2 separate regions of the Mus musculus genome follow, and region 2 is linked to region 1. A link is a contact called in public Hi-C data. All regions are on one chromosome and are shown on one strand. The core of a region is the stretch at or near the end of the contact, and the rest is flanking DNA. Distances in the headings are between cores, read along the strand shown. Region 1 has its middle 90 kb from the start of Abcc12. Region 2 overlaps Abcc12 (ATP-binding cassette, sub-family C (CFTR/MRP), member 12).

Region 1 (6,808 bases), core at 1,784-4,283:
CAGAAAAGAAGCATCCTTGGAGACTGCGATCCTATTGAGACCCTCAGTGTGTGTGTGTGTGTAGACAAAGTTGCTCAGCCTGATGCATTTAAAACCTGTCAGATGCTTTTCAAGCAGAAAATACATAACTCATGCAGGATCCACAACACTTAAAACCCCCGCCATCATTCCCAGCGGAATTCAGTCTTCCATCTGTCCACCAGCCCCCATTCAGTGCTTCCTGGGTTTTTCAGTTCTACACTCATCCTGGTAGAATTCCTGGAGAGCCCAAGGAAAATGCATTCTGGTCCCGACAGAGCCAGACATCAAACGTGAGGATCACAACTTGTGCCCCAAGCCAGGTCTGGCCACTTATCCTCCATAAGCCAATTAAAAGAGCCAAATTAATAATGAAAAGCAGACAAAGATTTATTCAATGTGGACACACTGGGCAAGGGATCAAAGAGATCCAGTAAACCCCTCAAGTCTGTCTGCTGGGATGCTGAGGTTAAAGTTTAAACAGAGGGCCAAGGATCGGCACATATAAACAGTTCTGTCAAGATGTGGTCCCGTCCACCACTGACCCATCCTTGTCTGGGCTTCAGTCTCATTTTATGATGTGGTCTGGCAGGGTGTTAGAACTTCGAGGACTCACTTTCTGGGACACGAATCCTCCCTCTAGCTGGCACCTTTTCCTTCTCCTGGTGTGAGATTCCTGGGGAATGCCCATTTTCGGGGAAGTGTCCATTGTTTCAATAGTCAGACAGTCACATTGAAGACATAAGTGTCTCTTTAGAATATCTCATTTCTACCAGACCTGTTAGAAGCTGGCCACACTATCCTTTCCTACCCTGGGCCACAGACCCAAAATAGGATGCATCCCCTCTGTCTTAGATAGGGTTTTACTGCTGTGAACAGACACCATGACCAAGGCAAGTCTTATAAAAACAACATTTAATTGGGGCTGGCTTACAGGTTCAGTCAGAAGTTCCATCCATTATCATCAAGGTGAGAGCATGGCAGGCATGGTGCAGGAGGAGCTGAGAGTTCTATGTCTTCATCCAAAGGATGCTAGTGGAAGACTGACTTCCAGGCAACTAGGGTGAGGATCTTATACCCACACCCACAGTGACACACCCATTCCAACCAGGTCACACCTATTCCAACAAGGCCACACCTTCAAATGATGCCACTCCCTGGTCCAAGGATATACAAACCATCACACCCTCCTTCCCAGAGACCACTGGGTCAACAGCTCTGGATAGGGAAGATATCTGTTGGTTCAGAGGGAGGGGTTACTGTATTAGCCAAGCATCTCATAAATGTCAAATAGAGGTCCAGCCCCTTGCATGTTGGTCCTGATGCTCAGAGGGTAGACCATGAGAGGCTTCCATATGCTTGGGCATTAGTGGAAGCCTTCTCTAGACTACTCATCCCTCAACACTCTGTCTTGAAAACGGGGGCGGGGTTGGGGAAGATGGAGGATGGGAGATGGGGCATGGGGCATGGGGAGGCCCATGGCATGGGGCAAGACACCACGGCAGGGAGACCACAAGACAAACGCCAAAGGCTTCCTGTTTGCACAAGGATCTAGGAACTATAGTTCCAAGTTATTTATCTTCTCCTGTAGAGTTTTCTGCTCCTAGGGGAGAACCAAAGACAGTGTGGGCAAAAGTCCTGCCTGGATTTTGCCTCACAAAAATCACAGACCCACCGAAGGACCGTAAAGGGCTAAATTGTAGGTGCGCCCAAAGTATATACTGAAGTCATTGGCCCAGGGACCCTGTAATTAATGCTGCTCCTTTGGAATCCATTTTCAACCAGAAAGAGTGATTTTGGTTTGGTTTGGTTTGGTTTGGTTTGGTTTGGTTTGGTTTGGTTTGGATTTTTTGTTTTTAGGTCTTTTCAGAATGCAAAGATCTCATTTGATAAGCACTGGTGTATGTCCTTCGTGATGAATTGATCATTCTAAGTAAATACTGCCCAAGATGTGAATGACAATAAGAATACTGTGGCCGCTCAGCAACATGGGGAAATCAGACTTCAGCAGGGACCCATTTTCCACTGCCATGTCTTTAAATCACAGGGAATAAAGAAAGCCTTGCATGTTGAATCCACTGTTGCCCCATCCAGGTTCTATTTCCTGATATATTAAATAGCTCCAATTTACAAGTTTTCTTGCTTTCCTAGCTATTCTTAACCATGCTTTCAAAACCCCTCAACTCTTCCCTAGTTCCCCATCCAAATCTCCATCCTGCTTTTCCAAAGAGAGCTTCCAGAGTAGTACTGAACTGGAACAACACTTCCTGCATACAATAGGTACTAAATGAATGCTCAGATAGGTTACACAAGTCCTTTATCTTAATCTTAGCCTGATGGAGAACTACAGAATCAGAAACATACTGACCACGCCTAGCCCCCAACTCTCCTTTGCTCTCTCCCATGCTTGTTACGCAAAAGTCATCACTCAGAATCAGTTTCCCATCGGCATCCTTGGAAAAGTCCCCTCAAAGGAAGAATCCCCCTGAGTCGTGGTTTAGAGATGAAGCACAGAGAACAGCTTGCATCAGCTACACACAGCCGCCTGTACCTACCAACACAAGGCCAATAGGTCAGACTGGGGAGACATTCTGATGGAGCCTCGGTGGCAGGGCCACTGCGGAGGAAGGAAGCCACGGTCTGCCAAATGAGGTGTGGAGCCAAGTACATTACCTAGATCCTAAATCACACAATTAGTCATGAAATAATCTTTGCTTTGTCTTTCTCTCTTCCTCTCTTTGTAAGCAGCTCTGCCTTGGACTCTATACCCCTGACCACAGCAGCCTCTAGTGGCAGCAAGCTGGAGCACACAAGACAGCAAAGGACCCCAGGAGGAAGACTTTGCAGGGTCTGAGGTTAGCAAACATACTGTTATTGCTATGTTCATACCAACATTGTGAAAACGGAGAGGCCTAGGGTTCCCTGTGGTGGGGACGTTGAGTAAGGGGTTAGTAAGAGAGAGAATCTGAGCCTCCCAGCCATTGGTTCAGATGCAAGAAACGGCAGCCAGGCCCTGAGTAGAGTCGTATCCAGAAGAATGAGCTGTCAGAGAGGAGGTGGACCACCAGGCTTCACCCAAGGGCTTATGCCTCTGATTTTCCACATGCCCTCACAAATATCTGACAGCTGCCAAAGTAAGACAAATGTGACAGCATCCTTGACCAAACAGAGAAATTTTCTCTTCCCAGGGAATGACTTAAAAACCTCAGACTCATCGACTGGATGACAGCTGAAGGAACTTTTCCCAGAGAAATCACAACCACAAAAGCACATTGGAAACATTCTAGCAGAGCTTCAGGATATTCATCTCAGCATTGGATGGATGCTGAGCCTGAATCTCACAGGGAGCCTGTCATAGCTTTAGCCGTCAGCTTGACACAAACCTGGAGCCACAGGGGAGAGGGAATCTTAACTGAACGCTTGCCTATGGGCTTGTCTGTGGAACACTGTCTTGATTGATGATGTAGGAGGGCCCACTATGGGTGGTACCATCCCTAGGCAGCTATGAAAGAAAGCTGAAAGTAAGCCTGGGAACAAGCCACTAAGCAGCATCCCTCTATGCTTTCTGCTTAGTTACTGCCTACAAGCTCCTGCCATGAGCTCATGTCCTGACTTTCCTCAGTAATAGACTTTTAAAATGAAGTGCAAGTTGAAATAAATAAACCCTTTCCTTCCCAAGCTATTTTGGCCAATGTTTTATCACAGTAACAAAGAGCAAATGAGAACAGAGTCCACTTTGACAAATCCTTCTGTCCCCCCCACCCCCACCCCCTAGCTCTCCTCTGACACCTAGGGAGCAGTCAGAAATACCAATCTTCCCTGGGCTGGGCAGGAAATGAACTTGTGGACACCTGTGTGAGCTGAGGCCATTCTGGTAACACCCTCACTAACCCATTGTTATAGCAAAATACCTAAGAGTAGAAAATTTTATAAAGGAAATGCATTTCTTTCCTACAGTTCTTGAAGGTGTAAACTCAAGGTTGAAGGCCTGGGCATGGGTATGAATCTGCAGAGTCCTGAGGCAGCTGATAGCATTTACTCAGTGTCTGGGTTAGATCCATACTGCTGTAATAAAGATCACAGCCATAAGCAACTTGGTGAGGTAAAGAGCTGTTAACAAAGAGGGGGAAAGAGAAAGACAAAGCAAAGATTATTTCATGACTAATTTTGTGATTTAGGGTTTGGGTAATGAACTTGGCCCCCTGGCCTTATTTGGCAGTCTGTGGCTCCCTCCTTTCACAGTGGCCCTGCCACAGTGCCTCCATCAGAAAGTCTCCCTAATTCTTGCCACAGCTATTGGCTGTCAGATCTTTATTACAACCAATCAGCAGCAAGACAACCTCTGAGCATTTCTAGATTGCCTTTAGGCAGGTGAGGACGGATGAATATTTACGAAATAGGAAATCCGGTGACGTCATAGAAACGACAAGCCCAAAATCCTACCAGCACTGAGCTCTGTGCTGGTACAGAATTAACAATGGAAAATATAGAGCTGTAGCTTCATACAAAGAAAAAAAGATCAACCCGAGCTTCGGAAGACATTTGCCTCTCCCCAGACACACGGTGAAGCACACTTCAGCTGTTTCTACCGCCTTGCCTTTCAGCGCACCACATTCCGGATTTTGGGAACTCAGCAATGTTGCCTTGTATCCAGATCGAAAACCCTCTTCTCAGGCCTCGGGCTGTCGCTGTCCCTTTCTGAGAAATATGTCCTTCTAGAATCCTTCTGTCCTTCCATAAGTCCTTCGAGATAATTCTGTCAATGGTTCACTCTAGTCTTTATAGCAAACGAGTGCCCACAACCCCTGCCTTAATTAATTCCTGAAGCACTCAGTGAATGCTTACAGTCGACAGGTGTAGGGGCGTGGCCTCAGCTAGCATATAGGCTACTTAGTGAGTCAGTTAAAAACTTAGACAGGAAACCAGCAAAGTGAAAGCATGGCTTATCGGCAAGCATTTCAGAATTCTCAGGACAGAAGGGGCTCCAGAGTGGGGAGACCACCAACTCTAAGGTGTCTAGGGTTTTTATTTGGGTTTAGGGTCTCCTGTCTAGTGATTTCCCCTTCCTGCCCTTTTCTGTTGGTCTAGGTGTGTCTATGTACCCCTTCTGTAGCAGGGCTTAGCTCTTTAATTCTGTAATTGTTGATTGGCTGGGGTAAGAGTGGGTACCCCAAACCCCTCTGCTCTTTGTGGTGTAACAGGTAAAGAGAAACACCCCCATGAAAAGGGGGCTGGTCTAGATTTAGGAGAAATTGAAAATTACTGCTGGGGAAATAAAGCCATCAGAAAATCCTCCAACTGAGGTTTCTATGTTCCCCTTCTACCACCCTAGGGGCTCTAAGCCCCCAAGTACGGCACAAAGCTGATAGATGAAGAGCCCTGCTCTTAGGAATTTAACTCCTGGCTCTGAGATTGGCAGACTTTCTCTGTAAAGGCCCAGATAGTAAATATTGTAGTCTGTACAAGCCATATGGTCACTATAACTCTGTGGCTGTAATTCAAATAAACCCAAAGCAGCACATAAATAAATGGACATGGTGTGTGTGTGTGTGTGTGTGTGTGTGTGTACATATAGGAAGTATAGTGTGGGAGGGAAGGATCTGGCCTCCAGGAAAAAATATGTACTTTTTCTGCTGTGACTTCTAAGTTACTAGAATGAAGCTTGAAGCCACCACAGTCTCAGAGCATGCCTGAGAATACAGCCACAGGGGGGTGGAGCTTCCTGCCATCCTTAACACATTTAAAGCAGCTAGACTCAGCTGTATGACCACACGTGAGGCCACCCACCCTCACCTTATGTCTCTGGTTATCCCTAGTAAAACTTTCCTTTCCCTCTGCCTTTTTTTTTCTTTTTCTTTTTTCCCTTTTTTTTTTCTTTTTCTTTTTTCTTTTTGAGATAAAGTCTTACTGCTCAGCATTGCCTAGCCAGGAGCTAGATATGTAGAGCAGGCTGGCCTCAAACTCACAGAGTTCTGCCTGCCCTACTTCCTGAGTGCTAAGACTAAAGTTGTGCCTCACCATACCCAGCCTTCTTTCTGCCTTTCTAAATGCCGTTGACTCCGTTCAGTCATTTGTAACCAGAGTTCTGTCTGATACACTACCTCCAAAACAAAACAAAGCGAACCCATTCTTGAACATGTTTGCTCTTTACCCTGTCGATCTCATACACCTCCCAAGGTTTCTGCTACCCCTCATGCATGTGATTCTCCTATCCTTACATAATTATTTTGGGCCATAGCACTGTGCGGGGCCCTGTTTCCTACTGACACTAGGTTTTGTTTTTAATTCATTAGTAAGTGAGTGTGTGTGATGTATGTGTGTATTATGTGATGTGTGATGTGTGCACGCGAGTACCGATGTTCACACACTACAGTGCATAAGTACGGAAGTCAGAGGACAACTTTCAGAAATCAGTTCTTTTCTTCAACCATGTGATCTAGAAATTGAACTCATAAAGTCAGACTTGCATGGCAATGCCTTGACCCCATGACCCATCTGTCTAGCTCTGCCTGCTTGTTTGTTTTGTTGGTTGGTTGATTATTTCTAAACGTGTTGTTCTGTGCTCCAGGCTAGCCTGGAACTCACTAGGAACAGCTCTAGATTCACACAATCCTCCTGTCTTTGGGTCCAGTGTGGGTATTATGTAAGTAAGTCATCACCTTGGCTTGCTGTTAGACACTACATCCAAGTTGTCTTGTAAGCATAACATATCTAAAGTACAAGTCACACCTAACTTCCAACTCACTAAAAATGTTCTATGCCTTGTACACTATTACTCTGTACCAGGCCC
Region 2 (6,222 bases), core at 2,978-5,477, 60 kb after region 1:
CTGAGAAAATACTTCAGCAGAGGGTGCTGAGGAGGGCTGCCCAGCCTTCAGTATGTGCCTTGTCCCTTCAGCACCATGCCAGGCACTTCTCAGTCCAGCGGCCAACCTTGGGAGACAGGGGCTGTCTCCAGTGATGTTTCACAGTCTACTTCCTTGTCCAGAGAAGGGTGGGTGGTGAGCAACATGAGGAACAGCTGTCTCCTTCCCCATCCCACCCCGCTCCAGCCTCTGACAAGATGTCAGATGCTGAGCAGTCTAGAGTTCCCCCCAACAAAGGCTGCAAGAGGTATCTTGGTGATCCCCTTTGGCCCAGGGAGACTTACAGGCCATAAAAATAGGTTGTCTTTCCAAATGTGCATATCTCACAGGCAGCTTTAGCAGTGACAGATAAGAGTCCAGTGACTCAAGACTTTCTTCTTCATATTTTAACATTCTGAGATCCAGATGTGCCTTCCACTTGATATATAAAGTGAAGAGAGCTTTAAAGATGAGTATTGACTTCGGTGTGCAGCTGTGTACACTTCACTTTGATTATTAATTTTCTTGCCTTGATTCAGAAACAGTATATGTTGTGGTCATTCAGGAAAACCTCAAACATGATCTTCTTGCCTCTGCCTCCCTTGTTCTGGGATTTCAGGTCTGTAACACCACACCTAACCAAAAGTGTGTGTGTGTGTGTGTGTGTGTGTGTGTGTTTCTTGCTATATATTAGTGAGGGTCAGACCTCTTGCAGGAAGCCACCCTGTTGTGATCCCTGTTCCTAAACAGGCTGAGGCCCAGAGTTTGTGCCCTAAGGACAAGAGAAGAATAACACCCATCTAAGGAAAAAAGGGTAGCCTCAGCAGCCTGGTCAATCTCACTCTCATTTCTCCCTCTTTGTCCCCAAAATGTTCTCATAACCTCACCTTTAAGCCCTCCACTCTCCCTCATCTTCTCATCACGTTATCTCTAGGAAACTCCTACGCATCCCTGAGTGAGCAGTGCAAAGATTGCCCCTTCTGTAGAGCCTCCCACAGCCTATCTGTTACTCCTACGTCAACCCCCCCTACCTTTATCCCAGTTTGCTATTGCTACTCATTTGCCAGTGACCTCTGCCAGGCTATACGTTAAAACCTGGGAACAGAGCATCTCTTCCCTCCCAGCCTGTTTCAGGACATGGCACTCAATGCAACGTCTACAACGTATTTGTCGAATGGATGTATAACCTGATCCAGCCTCGGTCCCTTTGCAGCTTTATCTTTTCTCAATGCCCCCTGTGAAGAGTAGGGGTTCTCCGGCTTTCTCTTGCCTCTGCATCACTTCCACGTGCTGCTTTGACCTCTTGGGAAGGAGAAGAGCAGAGTGGCACGAGGAAATGATCTAGACCTGACTTCCAAAAGTCATTATGTTTCAGGCGCTCTGCTGGCAACCTCACGGACAGTTTCTCACTTCACCTCTGCAGGGCTCTCTGAAGTTAATTCTATCATTTCCCTGAAGTTAATTCTATCATTTCCCTGAAGTTAATTCTATCATTTCCCTCCTCTGTAGATTAAGAGACTAAGGTTAAGAGTGCCCAGTTTTATGACCTGGACATTGATGACACCAACGGACCTGCTGTCGTGGAAAGGGAAAGTTCATGAGGCCTCAACCTTACACAAAGGACCACAGGCAACTAAGGACTGCTGAGAGCAGCAGAAATCGTCTTCCCCAGGGAAGGGCACACCGATGAGCTATTCAAAACCAAATGGTCAGCCTGAAAACATGCATACAAGTAACACTGTATGGATCGAACAGATTGCATTTTTATATTTAACAATACATACACAGAATATACACAACAACAGCAAGTAAAGCAAAAGAGGTCATGAAAGAGAACAAGTGTGGGGTGCACAGGAGGTTTTAGAGGAAGGAAACAGAATTTGGGAATGATGTGATTGTATGATAATATTAATTAATCAAAAGAGGGGACAATTTCTTGCTCACAGTGACCCCAAAACAAAAAGAAAGGATGAATGCATTAAAGGTTCTCTTTCCCCACTTTTATTTCATCTGGGTCCCAACTCAGGAGAGGATGCTGCCCTCATTTAGAGTGGGTTTTCCTTGTTGGCAACTGTATCTGGGAATGTTCTCAGAAAGAACCCAGTAGAGGGTTTAGACCTTCAAGGGTCTTCATAACCTGGTCAAGTTGACAGTTGGCATTACCCTGTGTGAGCACACTCTACAACACACCACCGTCCTCGCTTCCCAAAGCGATAACCGCTGTTTTACCACTCCTCCTCTATGCAGACAGGGGATGCCTAGCATGTACTCCCAGGTACACAGCCAAGGGAAAAGATGGTAAATACCGTTTGTGTCCACAAATTCTTCTGTTTCAGGTTCTTTTCCTTCGTCCTTCTCATCTCCTGAAGCCAAGACTAGGATGAGAAATTGTATAATAAGTAAATGGAAAGGTCTGTGTCCACTCAGGATCCAGGGGCAGTGAGAGAGAGGGGACTGTCATCTGACTGTACCAGCGTCTTCATCCCTCTGAGCTGGGCTCTCCTTCAGGGTCTCCACCATGGCTACATTGTAAATGTGCTCTGGATCCTGGAGATAAAATGAAATGACTTCTGAAAGTGAGCCAACAGACCTGTCCCAGGCAGAAAGCCATGAGGCGGGACTCTTAATCCCACTCACCAGGCAGGTGTGCAGTTTACCTTGAATTGCAGTCCCCGGAGGTTGTGGATAAGCTTTGCATAGCGCCCCCTCTCTTCCATCAACTCCTTGTGGGTGCCCTTTTCACAGATCTCTCCATCTTCTAACAGAATGACCTCATCACAAGACTCCAGGAACTGCAGAGACAGTGCATCCATCCACAACAGCACTGCCTCGGTAAGAAAGAGCTCACACCAAACTCCCAGCCTGCTTTCCCAGGTGCACTGAATTACTGGGGTTTTCAATCCTGGCACTATTACCAAATAATCCCTTGTCTTCAGGGGCTGCCCTGTGCATTGTAGACTATTTCGCAGCCTCTCTGGTGTCTACCTACCAGTAGGATGTCTTTCCCTAGTTGTGATGAGCAAAATTGTCTGCAAGCACTGCCAAATGCCCCAGGGGTTGGAGCGGGGGCGGCAATTGAGAACCACTGAGCTAGTCCCCAGTCTTTTCAGTACAGAAGCTGGACTCTGGCTGCAACAATGAGGCAATCAAAACTTCCTTCGATTCTTCTCTGTGAATGAGCTACCCCACTCAGAAATCTGATTGACTATTGTGGAGGCCAAGGTTTGGAAAAGACAGAAAACATGATCCCAGTCCTGTCAGAAGCCCCACCCCACTGAGCCCGGGGAATAGAAACCGGGTCATAGGCCACACCCCCACCAGCTTTAACAGAACAATAACGATGTGAACAATAAATATCACAGGCCCTGTTTTTCTGATTCCGAGACCCTTCACATCCACACCAATCCTTGGATTAAAGAATTCTGCTGAGAGGGATGCCGTTTTATTTTGGAAGAAGAAAGGGCACTCCTCGATTGATCCACCCAACAAAGGGCAGATAGTCCCCTCCTAAAGGCAGGCAAAATGCTGTAAGAGTGGGAACAGTTTGATCTAAAGAAGAAAGCCATCACAGCAGGGCCAGAGTCCCGGATTTGCACTTCTACTCTGCTCAAGGCCAAAATCCCACTTGGCTAAACTTGATTCGAATCCTGCAAGCAAAGGCCTACCACTGATAGTTGTACACCTGATGGGGTGGGTGGTGCCCAAATGCTTCAACCAGAGCAGTTCCAGCAGCATGGATAGCTCTAGCCTCTGTCTCCCCTATCCATGACTGGAGCCCTTCCTCAGGCAGCCCAAGCAGGAACCTGGCTCCTACTGCCCAGTGGAGGGAGACACACCTTCTGCTTCTGACAGAACCTTTCCCTCAAAGACAGACTTGGACCTCAGGCATCATCCTCTGGTGTTCCACAGCCTGATCTTACATCTTATCTCCCAACCTCGGGCAGCTCTCAGCTCAAGAAAGCTGTAAGCTCGGTTAAGCCATTGATTCTTTTCACACGAGGAAAGGAAGCACACAGGGCCCACTACAATCTACAGGCTTTTCTGCCTATGTGTGGGACCACCACCCAGACTTGGGAGGGCCCCGAAAAGGTCCCTCTGGCCAGCAAGCCCTTGGCTCACTCTGGTGACACCAAGTAGCTTTGTGTAGCCGTGCTCTGCAAACACTTCGGAAGCTGAGCCCTTAGTAGATTCCAGCAGCTCGTCAGACTGCTGGCCTCGCTTTGTTTCCTCAAGTAAACAGATGAGTGGCTGTCATGGCCAGCTACTCCAAAGCATCTGAGGTCAGAGCAGCTAGGAAATGTTCTGGAAAGCCCCGGGGCTGCAGTTTGAGGCTGAGCCCTCCCCTCCCCCACAAAGAATGGGATGAAGAGTGTATCAAGATTATGGTGCCATCTGGTGGCCTTCTTCCTCTCCCAACAAGCAAAAAGTGAGCTAAAATGACCTTGGAAAGGTGTGACTGCTGGAGACTCTGGGAAAACACCAGCTTGCCTAAGATCATACTTCGGGCTAGTGAGTTTCAAAGATGGGCTGGGCATGTGGCTATGGTTTATCCTCCAAGAGGGGATAATAGAGGGACAGCTCTGTCTCACACCTGTCAGGACCAAGGCAGCATCCTCCAGGACCCAGGACTCCTCCGGAAGACAGTTCTCCCAGGGCAAGCAGATGCCACAGACTGAATAGTCACAGGCCAGGGCTATGGTAACCACGCTAAGGAATCTAGCTAGGCCACAGACCATTTCTAGGCAAAACATGGGATTCCAGACTGAATCCAGCCAGCCTTCTCCTTTCCTCAGCCCTGGCCTACAGAGGACCTAGGAGTTCTTGTCTAACTAATCTGGCTCATTATTTTATAGAGCTGTGGCTCACCTGCTAAAGAAACCAGATACTCACATGTATAAAATTTGAATGCTTAAAGCTTATTCTGGGGAGCTGTGGGGGGCTGGGTTTCCTGGGTCTTTGAGAGGCCCTCTCTCTTCAGGGTGGTCCTCCTGGCCTCAGCCAGAGGGTACCAACCTACAGGCTGCAAAGTCCTATAGCTATGGCAACCTTACTTGCTGCTTCAGCCTTCACACCTTCACCACCTCAATTTCTGATTCACTGAAAGGCAATGAGATCTGCTTCCTGCCCCCCAGACCAGGCCTACTGAACAAGAAGAAGGGGCTCTCTGCACCAGTGCCCCAACGGGTCACCTCCCAATGTCTCTGGGATGTTTTCTACTTTGAGGTATGCGTGCTCGTGCACACGCACACAAATACATACTCACGTGCAGTATATCTCCCAGACTTGGGAGATTAGAGAGAGAGAAAGAGAGAGAGAGAGAGAGAGAGAGAGAGAGAGAGAGAGAGAATGAGAGGGTAACCTTGAATTATCTTGGGTAGAGAAGGGGCCCTAGATTCCCACCAAGCATTCAGAACCTGTATGTGGGATGGATTCAACAAGGTCTGTGACCATGCAGCCAAATCCTCCAGTTCACTTAACATAAGCCCAGTCTCTTTCTCCAGCAAGATTCACCCTCCTAAGCCAGAGGGAGACTACTGTTTGAATGGGAACAGGATCTAAGAAGGCAGAAGAACCCTGAAGCGTTGCCCATTGGTCCTGGCCTCAGGAGCCTTTCCTGGGCTAGGGGAAGACTGGGGAGTCTGGGCCACTCATCACAAGAGCCATGACTTTCTGGGTGAGGAAAGAAAACAGAGCTTCCATGACCCTCAGACAAGGAACCCCCAACCTCAGGCCCATCAAGTCCCTACTGGAGAATGGGTAGAGCCTGACTTGTCCATGCCTGGCTCCCCATTTCCTTGGCACCAATGGCCCAGATCTCAGAGCCAATTGATCCTACACAATCTACCCAATGGGGGAGGAAAAGTCGTCTCCCCACTGATCCCAAAGACTAAGCCAAAGGAAGTCATACCCAGAGAGGAGCAGGTAGCAATACCAGGAAGCTAGGGATGGCTGCAGGACTCATCAGTGTCTCCTACCATCTCAATCCCCTGTTCAGGTAAAGCCACCTACTGGTGGAAATGGCATATTTAGGCAGAACAGGAGTCTCTTTGACCATCAAGTGCTGCACTCATCCCAAGGCCTCATGGACCACGCACATCCCAGTCACCTGCAACTGGTGGGTAACCAGCACAACTGTCTTCCCTTTGAGTGTCTTCTTAATGCATTCTTCAAAGACATGCTTCCCCACGTGGGCATCCACAGCCG

The links. Hi-C and Micro-C count contacts between places; a contact is called where the count stands out from the background.
Region 2: a Hi-C map of cortical neurons shows a contact between it and region 1, with 2.8 times the contacts expected there. The contact joins two enhancer-like sites. A contact is called at or near these places in 14 of 484 Hi-C or Micro-C datasets (the AML12 cell line, the C2C12 cell line, cerebral cortex and 10 more), 1 of 115 datasets of contacts at active chromatin or transcription factors (embryonic stem cells) and 2 of 9 other capture datasets (adipose tissue and pancreatic islet).

What each region holds. Positions count from the first base shown.
Region 1 is chr8:86,473,223-86,480,030 of GRCm38.p6, forward strand. No RefSeq gene overlaps it. Among named protein-coding and RNA genes, the nearest start is that of Abcc12, 90 kb to the right of the region's middle. Within about 2 kb of position 3,034, at least 34 of the 459 cell types and tissues checked have an H3K27ac peak or open chromatin away from gene starts, as enhancers often do. A contact at or near this core is called in cerebral cortex, cortical neurons, neural progenitor cells and 1 more, where this site is marked.
Region 2 is chr8:86,532,199-86,538,420 of GRCm38.p6, forward strand. It overlaps Abcc12 (ATP-binding cassette, sub-family C (CFTR/MRP), member 12), which reads right to left. Exons shown (of 29, transcript NM_172912.4): 13 at 6,125-6,222; 14 at 2,676-2,810; 15 at 2,490-2,565; 16 at 2,325-2,393. Among named protein-coding and RNA genes, the nearest start is that of Abcc12, 31 kb to the right of the region's middle. Within about 2 kb of position 4,228, at least 88 of the 459 cell types and tissues checked have an H3K27ac peak or open chromatin away from gene starts, as enhancers often do. A contact at or near this core is called in cerebral cortex, cortical neurons, neural progenitor cells and 1 more, where this site is marked.